Regions from separate parts of the Hordeum vulgare genome. Here regions 1, 2 and 4 are each linked to region 3. A link is a contact called in public Hi-C and HiChIP or PLAC-seq data. All regions are on one chromosome and are shown on one strand. The core of a region is the stretch at or near the end of the contact, and the rest is flanking DNA. Distances in the headings are between cores, read along the strand shown. Region 1 has its middle 31 kb from the start of LOC123434607. Region 2 holds the start of LOC123434543 (tubulin-folding cofactor D). Region 3 holds the start of LOC123434623 (sphingoid long-chain bases kinase 1-like). Region 4 holds the start of LOC123434607.

Region 1 (2,700 bases), core at 155-2,654, 320 kb before region 3:
CATGTCGGGATTGAACAATTTCCGATATCGTATGCATGTTGCGACACATTTGGCCATTTATCGCCATCTTTTGGACCGAGAAAACTCTAGAAATTGGAGAATTTTCCGAAAACTAAAACAACTTGTTACGGTGCCTTGAATTGGTCATATAAGTTCATGGAAATATTTTGAAGTTATTTGGAAGATGCCGAAAAATGTGCTCTCAATCAGAACAATGGACCGGCTTAACTGGGCGAACTCTTGTGAGAAAAGTATGTAATTATTGAATTATTTTGTCCAATTTGTGAACTTTATTATGAATTGCTATTTTTTCAGAAAATTCATGAACTTTTTACCAAATTTGTGAACTTTTTTCTCAAATTGATGAACTTTTTTTTAATTTTACATACCTTTTCCCTCCTTAAAGCTAGGGCTAGGCATAAAAACCGACAACCCAAAGACCGAACCGATACCAAAACCAAAAAAATGCAAAAGTTTAGTCTTTTGTGTGAGTGTTGGAAAATTTATGCCACATGTAGCGACGAGCGCGCGTGATAAAGGGACCTAAATTCCATGGGTCAACCTAATCACTTGCACGGATCACTTGCACGCAAGGCATAAACTAGGTTTGGCCTTTTTGTTGCAGCCTGCATGTATGTATCTGTATGCATCACAATGTGTCATTTGCAGTTTTTGTCCCACCTCGTCTCGTTACACGAAGGGCATGAGTGCATGACCAACGCTTCAGGTTGGACACATGCCCCAACATGTCACGTAGGTTTGTATTGTTTAGCATGGCAAAATTTATAGCTTACAGGGGTAGACGAGATCCTACAGAAAAGACTGGTTCTTCCCTGACAAAAGTGTGGAGGCAACCAATAAAAAAAGATTGGACCGCATTATACTGACTTTGACTCGAATAGCCTACACTACAAAAGGCTGCTAAAGTTGGAAAGCATACTACTGCTTTGGATGGATGAAGGTAGAATTAAACAGTGGTTTCATTTTTTTTATCTCGATGAGGCGTTGTGGCAGCGGTATGGTGATGCCACCAGTGTTCATGCAGGTAGGAAGTAAAGGTATGCATATTAACCAAAAATTGATATAACGAACTGGGACCGTAAACCGATGGACCTAAACCAACACTTTTAGTGTTCATTTCGGTCATTAAATCTATAGAAACAAAAATTATTAGGTACATTTGCTTTTTACACTTGATTAGCAAAAATACCTAGAATACTGAAAATATATATTATTTAAAAAAAATCCCAACGGCATTATATTGCCTATCCCAGCGGCCTCATTTAAAGAAAATCCCAGCGGCCTTATTTAAAGAAAATTCCTGCGGCGCCAGCCCAGCCTGCCCAGCTGCTGATGCACTTGCCTGTCTTTTTCTCATCTCAGTTTCGTTTTTCACCTACAAATTTTGCTTTCGTACCACCTCGGATTGCTCTTGAGGAAAGAAGCGTGTGAAAGACTGTAAAGGTAGCTGCTACCCAACACATTTGTCTGAACCTGTCCGTACCAAAACATGTAGCATAAGCAGGTTTGCCTAATCGTCTGTTTTACTGGGTCAGAACCGCTGACTGAATCAATTTTTTGTTTTAGATAAAATTAGGTTTTTAAATTTTATAGAAACCGTTCAGCTTGTATTTTTATAAGACCGAAATTCTTTGTAACCCGAAAAATCAAACCGGTCCCATGAATTGGACAAAAAAATCATGAATTTGACAAGTGTTTACGAAATTAAAAATATTCATTAATTTGAAAAAAAATCACAGATTCAAAAATATGTTTCATAGGTTTGATTTTTCACAATTTTAAGAAAATGCTCATGAATTTAAGCAAGTTAAAAAGAAAATATAAAATAAAACTGAAAAGGAGTAAAAGCAAAGAAAAAAAAAACAAATGAAAAAAATGCACAACAAGAAGAATAAAAGAATAACTATGCATAACGAGAGATCAAGAGTTCGTGTTCTACCTCACACACCTATTTTTTGAAGGTTAAAAAAAATGGGCCAGAGGACAAAGGTAAAAAAGAAAAGACGGATGCTACAAATCATCCGGCTAATATCTGCCAACAATCAGTCGGGTCTGCAGCCGTCTGATCCCTGTGTATCTGACGTCTCTCGCACGAGTGGTGAACAGCAAGCAGCGAGCAGCAGTGAATTAGCTCTCGTCAGCACCATTGCCGCATGATTCCGTTCAACCAGCCTGGTCCTAGCCCTCCTTCACTTGTATGGCCCAGATGAACCGTACACAGTGACTACACACTACAGGTTGCTTCACGTATGTACGCGTTGGCAGCCAACAAAAGCACAAAGTAGATCATGACTAGTCCACATGTAAGGTTAAATTAATCTATCCAATATTTGCAACAATTTTCAATGATGACTCGGCCAAAAATTATATTGTGCATATCAAAGTGTTATTCCCTTCGTCTTAAAATAAGTGTCGCAAATTTAGTATTAAATTAGTATAAATTTTGTACTAAATCAACGACATTTATTTTGGGATAGAGGAAGTAGATCGGAAGCATAGAGTGGTTCCAACATCGCCTTCGTTTCGCGCCTACCCCTTCCAACCAATGACCTGGTCACCACATTCGTCGTATACCTCACTAGTCCTTGCTTCATAATAACAATGTAGCACTCTCGACCGTCGTTGTAACATCACAACATCATCGACCATCATCATATCATCCATGCACCATCAACCAGA
Region 2 (2,700 bases), core at 169-2,668, 480 kb before region 3:
CCCTTGCCTTGTGACCATGAGGTCACGGGTTCGAGTCCTGGAAACAGCCTCTTGCAGAAATGCAGGGAAAGACTGCGTACAAAAGACCCAAAGTGGTCAGACTCGGACCCTGCGCAAGCGGGAGCTATATGCACAGCACCACGCTGCCTCAAACTTTGGATACCTACAACCCCTTGATCATTTATCCAATATGTCGAGAGACGGTTGGGGCAAGGATCAGAAGCTCATACAGTGCTGCAATTTGCTTGTCAGTATGGAAGGCCCATAATAACGTGTGCTGTAAACAGTCATACTTGTTTATCCTAACATGATTGTTTTTGAAGCGCTCAAGTGGAACTGTGGGAGTAGTACTATCTACAACTTACTAGGAAAGGTTTCGTGCTATGGATGCCAATCAATATACAACATGAAGGCTCTAACGAAGCTCATGAGTTAAGATAACCACGAGAATAATCGAAGTACTGAAGTCTCCTAGTTTCGCTAGTCCCACACAAGGAGTGACCTGTGACCATCGTCGGCGACTTGGCAATGCTTTCTCTGGATTGTCTATAGACTTTTTAGCTCAGTGACACCAATTATATAATTTCAACTCATAGTTTTAAGCTCCCCATTTTAGCTCAGTAATACCAATTTATATAGTTTTTCAGACTTCCACTGAACTATGCAGTCATTTCATCTACTGAAACTAGTAAAGGCTTGTAGGATCTCATGGCGATTTTGCTACTAAGACCAGATTGAGATCCAATGTTCTGGTCAGAAGACAGGGAATCTGGAAACAAAAGCTCAGAACAGTTGTAATGGACTCATCACCAAATTCCCCCAACAGAATGGCCAGCAGCCCGGCGGCCACGGACAGCACGGCGAACTTGTTTATCTCCGCCCCCTTCGACAGCGACAGCAGCAGCGACGCGCCCCCAGCGACTTGGTGCAGCATCTACAGAAAGCAAACCACGACGAGCACTTGTCAGATCAGCGATGACAAGAATGGTGAGCCAGCGCGCCGGTCCGTACCTGCACGAGGATGAGCCGGGCGAGGCGGGATCTGCCGTCGGCGACCCTCTGGTACCCTGCAATGGCGCGCGAGAATCGCGGATGTTTTGGGGCTGGATTAGGCCTGCCGAAGCGAACAAGAAGGTAGCTCGGGTTTGGGGTTTTGGTGCGCTGGATGCTTACGGGAGTCGACGACCATGCGGTAGGAGAAGTCGGAGCCATCCGTGCCGGACGGCCGGCCGCGCCGCTGCTGCATCGGGATGGACGACGACGGCGACGGTGCTCGCGGGGAAGGAAGGAGAGGTCTGTCCAGGCAGGAGGCGCCTTCCTGCGTGCGAGAGTCTTGTAGACAGAAAATACGCCTCCTAGTCACAGATGCGTAAAGAAAGGGAATACGCCTGTGGTGCTATTAAGCGTCAGGCGATCAGAGACACGCACAAACACGACGGCGCAGTCTCCGGCACACTCGCAAGTCGCAGCCACCTGTCCACTCCGCCGCCGCCATTCCCACAGAGACTGTCTCCATGCCTGTCACACCTGACCAGTCCGCAGGCACTGGCGCTGGGGATGCCTCGAGTGGTCCTACTGCCGCCGCCGCTGTCTGCGACGACGTGCACGACTCCAAGGAGGTCGTCCTGCGGCGGTACTTTCTCCAGGAATGGGAGCTGGTCTCCGCCATCCTCCGCCGCATCGTCGCCGCTGGCGGCGTCGCGGAACCCGCCGACGTCCACAGGATCCGCTCCATCGTAAGCTCTCTCCCCCACCCCTTCTCCGGATGTTACCTGTCGCTGAACCATAGATCCCTACGAGAATAATGCCTAGCCCTGTAAGAAAATGCTGGATTCTGCTTGTCTGGTCACGGAAGAGCTTAATCTGTTTCAGCGTTGATTGTTAATTGCACACACAAAATCTGAAGAGGTCATGTAAATTTTCAAGCCCCGTGCTCTTGGGAAATGGCAAACCCTTGTTTGAATGCCTTTTTTTTTCAGTGAACACTCGATGAACGCTCCATAGTGTAGGGTGCTGTTTAAGCTGTTTAGTGGACTAGCTATCAAATTTGCACTGGGAATTGATTGGTTTTGTCAATCTGTGAACTAGTGCAATTTATGCCAAACCCTTCATGCTTAAAAGCTTGATACAAATTAATGCCATGGTTTTTGTTGGGAAATAGATGGACAAATATCAAGAAGAAGGTCAACTTCTCGAGCCATACCTAGAAGACATCATCTCACCACTTATGTCCTTGGTTCGATCAAAGATAATGGAACTTGGTGCTGCCACAGATGAGCTCCTTGAAATCATCAAGCCTCTGTGTATTATCATCTACACCCTGGTTACAGTCTGTGGGTATAAGAGCGTCATCAAATTCTTCCCTCATCAGGTTTCTGATCTAGAGCTTGCAGTTGCTCTCCTTGAGAAGTGCCATACAATGAGCTCAGCGACAGCTCTTAGGCAAGAGAGCACAGGAGAAATGGAGACGAAGTGTGTCGTTCTGTTGTGGCTTTATATACTGATATTAATTCCGTTCGATATCTCCTCCGTTGACACGAGCATTGCTGCCACTGCTGACGTGCCTGGGTCTGAGGTTGTTCCGCTTGTGACAAGGATATTGGACATCTGTAAGGATTATCTCTCCAACTCTGGTCCGATGAGAAGGATGTCAGGGTTGCTGCTTGCAAGGCTGTTGACTCGTCCAGACATGCTGAAGGC
Region 3 (2,700 bases), core at 41-2,540:
ATCTTCATGATGATGGCCTATTCACATAGGCCTGCAGGGGCTATGCTATGTAGCTTAAGTGGGCACTAAATGCATGGCCGGTGCAGTGTTGCAAGGGTCACTTGCCCTTGCGACACGTGTATATGATGCTTGGGGCTCCGTCCTCCAATGTCATCACTGTTGGCATCACTTCCTTTCATGATGATCTCCCGTGGCTGATAGCATCGTGGTAGTTGTGTATCTGTGCATGTCTTCAAGCTGTAAATAATAGCGAGTGGCAAATGAACCCTTTTCCAAGGTTTAATCTAGTACCTTTTTTCCAAATGGGCCCACTTGGAAGGTATTAGGGGTACCCCTGTTTCCAATATTTTGTCAACCACTAGAGGGAGAACAACACAACATATCATCACATTGAACGGTAATCTAGCGACGACTATAAGCACTCGAGCAAGCTGAAGGGGTGCCGCCATCATCACCCCTCACTCGCCAGAGCCGAGCGAAACTTATTGTAATAGAGAGTCGAAAATTCATCGTTAACACCCCATAAGACCAACGCACCCGAATAGCAACCGCCACTCGTGAAGTGAAGCGTAGATCAAAATGATCCAACCTGAAGATACACTGACGTAGACGAACGAATACCGGATCCAAGTGAATCCAACCACCGATCGAATTCTGCGAGATCCACTGGAGATACACCTCCACATGCCCTCCAATAATGCTAGACACACCATCGGGACAAGGGCGGGGAGAACCTTTTTCCACCTTGAGAGAGTCGTCGCCGTCTCGTCTTCCCGAACATGACACAAACCCTAAAAAAACTTGAAGGACATATAAAAACGAAGCCATCCCGCTGACAAGGTCGGGGTCCATCACGCCCCATGGACATAAGACGACGGGAAACGATGTAGATCGACAACGATGACGACGAGAGGCAGAAACCCTAACCACCTTGTTCGCTTGGATAAGAGCCGACGGGGTCACAACAAACCAATTCATATTGAAGCTAAGCTATTTTTTGACTGGAATGCTGAACTCAAGCTTTAAAACATACTCTCTCGATCGCTTTGTCCCAAATTACTTGTCTTAGATTTGCATAGATACAGATACAAATGTACCTAATACATGTCATATACCCACCTCACATTCTTTTATTATTTTTCAGGTTGGTACATATACTAATTACAAACTACAAAGTTTTTCTTTGTAAATATAAACGTACATGCCCTGAAAAAGGTCCAAGTTCCAAAATAAAACACCTACCATTTTTTGTTTCTTTCCGAATCAAATAGCTGCTCCAGGCACCCGGAGTCAAAATCCACCTGCTCCACAGCTCCACGGTTTCCTCTCCACCGTCCTGTACACCATTCTTTCCTCTTCTTCGTCCTCTCCCTAGTCCTGACCTACCCAAGCTCCAACCCGACCTGTGTGCCAGCCCTAGAGCTGCCGCCGTGCCGTAGCTCATAGTCACCCCTCCGCCTCACCCCCGCAACCCCTCCGCCTCTCGCGCGCCTCGCCGCCATCGCCGTTCCCGTTGTACCTCGTCGCGTCCCTGCCGTCTGGACTCCGTCTGCAATTTTGGCCATTGGTTTTTGATTGAGGTATGAGCCTTTTTGCAATCCAGCGATTGGATAAACCTCACTGACCTCCACAAATTCTATGTGCGCCCATCTAGATCCGCCCCTGTTAATGTATGCATGGTCGAATTGGGATAAATTTGAAGTACATAGTTTTATTAGAAGTAAGGCTAAGACGCCCTTCAGTTTCAATCGAGCTAGGAAATTACTGCTAGTGGTCTGGGAAAATCCTTTTTGTTCCCGCTGTGTGGAATTGTGTGTTGGAGCGAGATTTTATCGCAAAGCTGTATGGGTTTATTTTTAAACTAAGCAGGGGATTTTTATTTTATTTTACTTATGAGCTTTGAACTGTGACATTTAGATTTTGGCCGCGGTTGGGTCACTTCAGCTGCCTGTCCTTTACCAGAGCTGTTAGTGACAGCTTTAAAGCTGGAATGGGTCACACTTTGTTAGAAGTTGCTTGGTACCTTCCAATGAAAAGCTTTTGCATTCAGATTGCTCAAGTTAGGTAGACAGAGTTTTTCACCTTTTGTATATTTTTCAATAACCAGCCTATGCTGTACCTAACATGATGTCCACTTAGGTTGCTTTTTAGTCTTTTCCTTAGTGGCTACCCACAATGGAAAGTAACATATAATAGTAACATGCATATGTTACTAGTCTAAGTTACTACCTCCATAGTGGGTAGTAACATAGAAATGTTAACATAGAGATTTTCATTTATTAGCATATAGACTCATCTTGTCTTGGTATGTGTGATGTTACTCATAGTATGAGTAACTAGCTATGTTACTCAATTTGTCCCTCTCCTCATTAATTTGCTGTCACATCATCTTTTTTGATTATGTGGCATCTATGTTACTACCTATGTTACTCCCACTGTGGGTAGTCTTAGGAGCATCCGCCAGCTGTTTGTAGCCTTGGCCTTTCCAGATATGCTGCATGGCTTGCAGTATTATTTTTTATGAATCATGGCACCTCAGGTAGGATTATAAATGTCCAGGCTTCGTTGATCAAACCAGGAGCATGCAAATGGTATTTGATGATTTTTGCTCTTCATGGTCTAGATTATATTACCGAAAAAGGTTTTCGCCCCGCTTTATAAATAAAGCAAACCGCCATAGCACAACAAACAGGTCCAACA
Region 4 (2,700 bases), core at 83-2,582, 350 kb before region 3:
ATCAAGCATGATACCCATAGTAAAGTTCAAAACAGCGCATCAGCATCAAAACTTGCAAAGCAAGCTCTACGGTGGGGCTAATTCCTCAGCAATCCCCATATTCGTTCAGTCGACATGCAGAGCATGTCACATTGCACTAATGAAGCATGGAATGGGGGGAGGAGCGCGCCTGAGAACTACTAGTTTGCTAGCAGAATCTACATAGCACGACAGGCTAAGCGACCCAATTGCGTTGCTCGGATGAGATTTATAGCCATTTGATAAGATCTCTCTAAATAAGATAAGCGCTGTAAATAGCAAAAAGAAAATGTTGAGTGCCGAACAAAAGTTGAAGGATATAGCTCCATACCTGATGGAATCCATATTCGCGTGAAAGGGGCACGCCAAGCTCTGTGATGCAAGCATGGAGGCGGTCGTCGCTTCCATACAGCCTGGGGTACCTCTCGATGCACACGTCGAGCGTCCGCGCGAGAGCAGCGGCGAGGGGGAAGCTGAGCGCGACGCCTCCGCCTCCGAACGCCATGCCGTGGCTGAAGTAGGTGTTGGCGGAGTGGCTCTCCGACGGGGCCCCGACGTACACCATCTCCCTCCAGTCGTACTTCCCGAGCACCGCCACCAAGTTGTCCGGGGAGAGCACAGTGTCGTCGTCCACGAGCACCACCCACCGCGCGCCCCCACCCCCACCCCCAACGAGCCGCACGGCCTCGGCAGCGATGCGCGCGATCCGGAGCCCAGAAGGGTGGCCCGTCGGGTTGGTGTAGCGGAAGCGGGAGGTGTCCTCGGACACCCGGATCGGCGGGAGCGAGTCCTCCCCGGCTGCGCTGGGCCCCGGCGCGCCGGGCGCGCTGGCGTCGAGCCAGACGTGGCCGCGCATGGAGGCGGGATCCCACCAGAGGCGGACGTACTCGCGGCGGCGCGGCCAGAGGTGCGCCGAGCCCGCGATCCCGAAGACGATGTGGGCGAGCGAGAGCTGGGAGGCCGCGTCGCCGGCGTAGAGCGCCTCATCCGCCGCCGCGTAGGACAGCGCGGAGGAGGAGGAGGACGCCACGGGGGCCTGGGCCGGGGACAGCACGAGCAGGAGCCACAGCGCGGTGGCGAGGAGCAGCGAGAGCAGCGCCAGCAGCGCGGTGGCGAGCGGGCAGCCCCGCGGCGGGAGGATGGAGAGCGGCGTCGGCGGCGCTGGCGAGGCTTGGTGGGGCTTGGGCATTGGACACGGGGGTCGACGCCGCCGCCGATGGCCACGGACATTTGGGGGCGTGGCGGGACGTGGCGATGTTTCAGGGATGGGCGGTGCGTGCGACACACCCGGTGGGTGGTGGGTGGCCGCCTCGCCTGCGGTTCTAATAATACGCACAAATCCACCATGCTTCTACATTCCAAGTACGCATTTCAAACAAGAACATCTGGATTTATTTTTTAGAAACATTTCGAATCTTTGCACGATTGCGTTACTTAAACAGTCCGTTTTTTTTTTGAATTTGAATGGGCGGTGTCATAATTTATTCCAGTCCAGCCCGAGGACGGGCTAAGGATTGAAACGTGCACGTGGAGGGCGACGGGTAGCGTGATCAGCGGAGGACTGCTAACCACGATGCCACGAATTCTTTTGACTTGCAGTGTAGGCGACATGTATGCTTTAGAGCAGAATAGAATATATATCTCAGCCTAGTGAGCCACAAGCTAGGACGCTGAAAGGGTGCCATGTGTCCAGGGAATGTGCTCATATAGAAGATAATGTACTCCGCAAAATAAAATGTATGTATTTTTCAGGGACCCTGTGGAACATATTCGCTCATCTATCTCGTCAATGATTGTGCTACCAATGTTTGTGGGAGTGGGTTATTGCAATGTGGTATGGCGCTGCCATCCTACTAGTGAGCAACAGGTGTGTGGCTGGCTTGAGTTTGCGGCAAGTACTAGTTCGAATCAGTGAGAGTTACCTGTCATAGCAGACCATATTACGATCCATCAGACATCAGTTTCCGAATGGTGGCCGAATGACGAGCAGTTGCCAGTTATAAGGTGGGCCGATTACTGCGTGTTTATACATGTTGTATTTGATGTGATGGAGCTAAGCTGCGTTGCCTGATAGTGATATGGGACAGAGAGATTATTTCATAATTAAGTGAAAAGGGTTGTATTTTCTCACGAACAAAAATCCGTAGCTGCAAGGCTGCAGCGATCTCATGTGCTGCACCGCATCCATCTATTTTTCTTTTCTTCGGATTTAATATCGTCCATCCATAGTTTTTTTCCCGTTGTCTTTCTCATGAGGATCCTCCTATCTTTGGTTTGAGGTCATGAGCGTCCATATCCTGATATACTTTGTACCACTTTATCAGTATACCACAAATCCAAGGGTATGTTAAGCCACATGAAAGCAAAACACGCAACACAAAAGATAGTGTGGGATATTTTTTATTTTTTTGAAATAGCAGTTATCCTAGGAAAGCAATTTATTAAGAAGAAGAAAATTGCTCAGTTAATAAAGAAAAACCGAGCAAAAACCAGATTGTCCAGTTAATTATAAAAAATTGGACGAAAATCATTACAACAGTTGAACGACACACATAAAAAGTTCACGCACATCATTTCAAAGAGGGTCTTGGCGAGACAACACGTAGGCGTCATCGTCATCACTCTTTCCCTAGAGGTGTCATCGTCGTCCCTATAATCTGAGCAAACGACTCCGACTCCCTC

What was found. Hi-C and Micro-C count contacts between places; a contact is called where the count stands out from the background. HiChIP or PLAC-seq counts read pairs in DNA pulled down with a chosen protein or histone mark.
Region 1: a Hi-C map of leaf shows a contact between it and region 3, with 3 times the contacts expected there. The contact joins the enhancer-like site here to the promoter of LOC123434623 in region 3. A contact is called at or near these places in 2 of 6 Hi-C or Micro-C datasets (both in leaf) and 1 of 1 datasets of contacts at active chromatin or transcription factors (embryo).
Region 2: a Hi-C map of seedling shows a contact between it and region 3, with 5 times the contacts expected there. The contact joins the promoter of LOC123434543 here to the promoter of LOC123434623 in region 3. A contact is called at or near these places in 3 of 6 Hi-C or Micro-C datasets (leaf and seedling) and 1 of 1 datasets of contacts at active chromatin or transcription factors (embryo).
Region 4: a contact with region 3 is called in an H3K4me3 HiChIP or PLAC-seq map of embryo, with 7 times the contacts expected there. The contact joins the promoter of LOC123434607 here to the promoter of LOC123434623 in region 3. A contact is called at or near these places in 2 of 6 Hi-C or Micro-C datasets (leaf and seedling) and 1 of 1 datasets of contacts at active chromatin or transcription factors (embryo).

The regions. Positions count from the first base shown.
Region 1 is chr1H:334,410,872-334,413,571 of MorexV3_pseudomolecules_assembly, forward strand. No RefSeq gene overlaps it. Among protein-coding and RNA genes, the nearest start is that of LOC123434607, 31 kb to the left of the region's middle. Within about 2 kb of position 1,405, at least 1 of the 3 cell types and tissues checked has open chromatin away from gene starts, as enhancers often do. A contact at or near this core is called in leaf, where this site is marked.
Region 2 is chr1H:334,250,268-334,252,967 of MorexV3_pseudomolecules_assembly, forward strand. It overlaps LOC123434543 (tubulin-folding cofactor D), which reads left to right and starts at 1,419. Exons shown (of 17, transcript XM_045115518.1): 1 at 1,419-1,736; 2 at 2,162-2,700. The coding sequence starts at 1,515. It overlaps LOC123434575, which reads right to left and starts at 1,328. Exons shown (of 6, transcript XM_045115520.1): 1 at 1,174-1,328; 2 at 1,012-1,067; 3 at 811-934. The coding sequence starts at 1,246.
Region 3 is chr1H:334,731,879-334,734,578 of MorexV3_pseudomolecules_assembly, forward strand. It overlaps LOC123434623 (sphingoid long-chain bases kinase 1-like), which reads left to right and starts at 1,291. Exons shown (of 9, transcript XM_045115523.1): 1 at 1,291-1,580.
Region 4 is chr1H:334,380,333-334,383,032 of MorexV3_pseudomolecules_assembly, forward strand. It overlaps LOC123434607, which reads right to left and starts at 1,333. Exons shown (of 3, transcript XM_045115522.1): 1 at 350-1,333. The coding sequence starts at 1,207.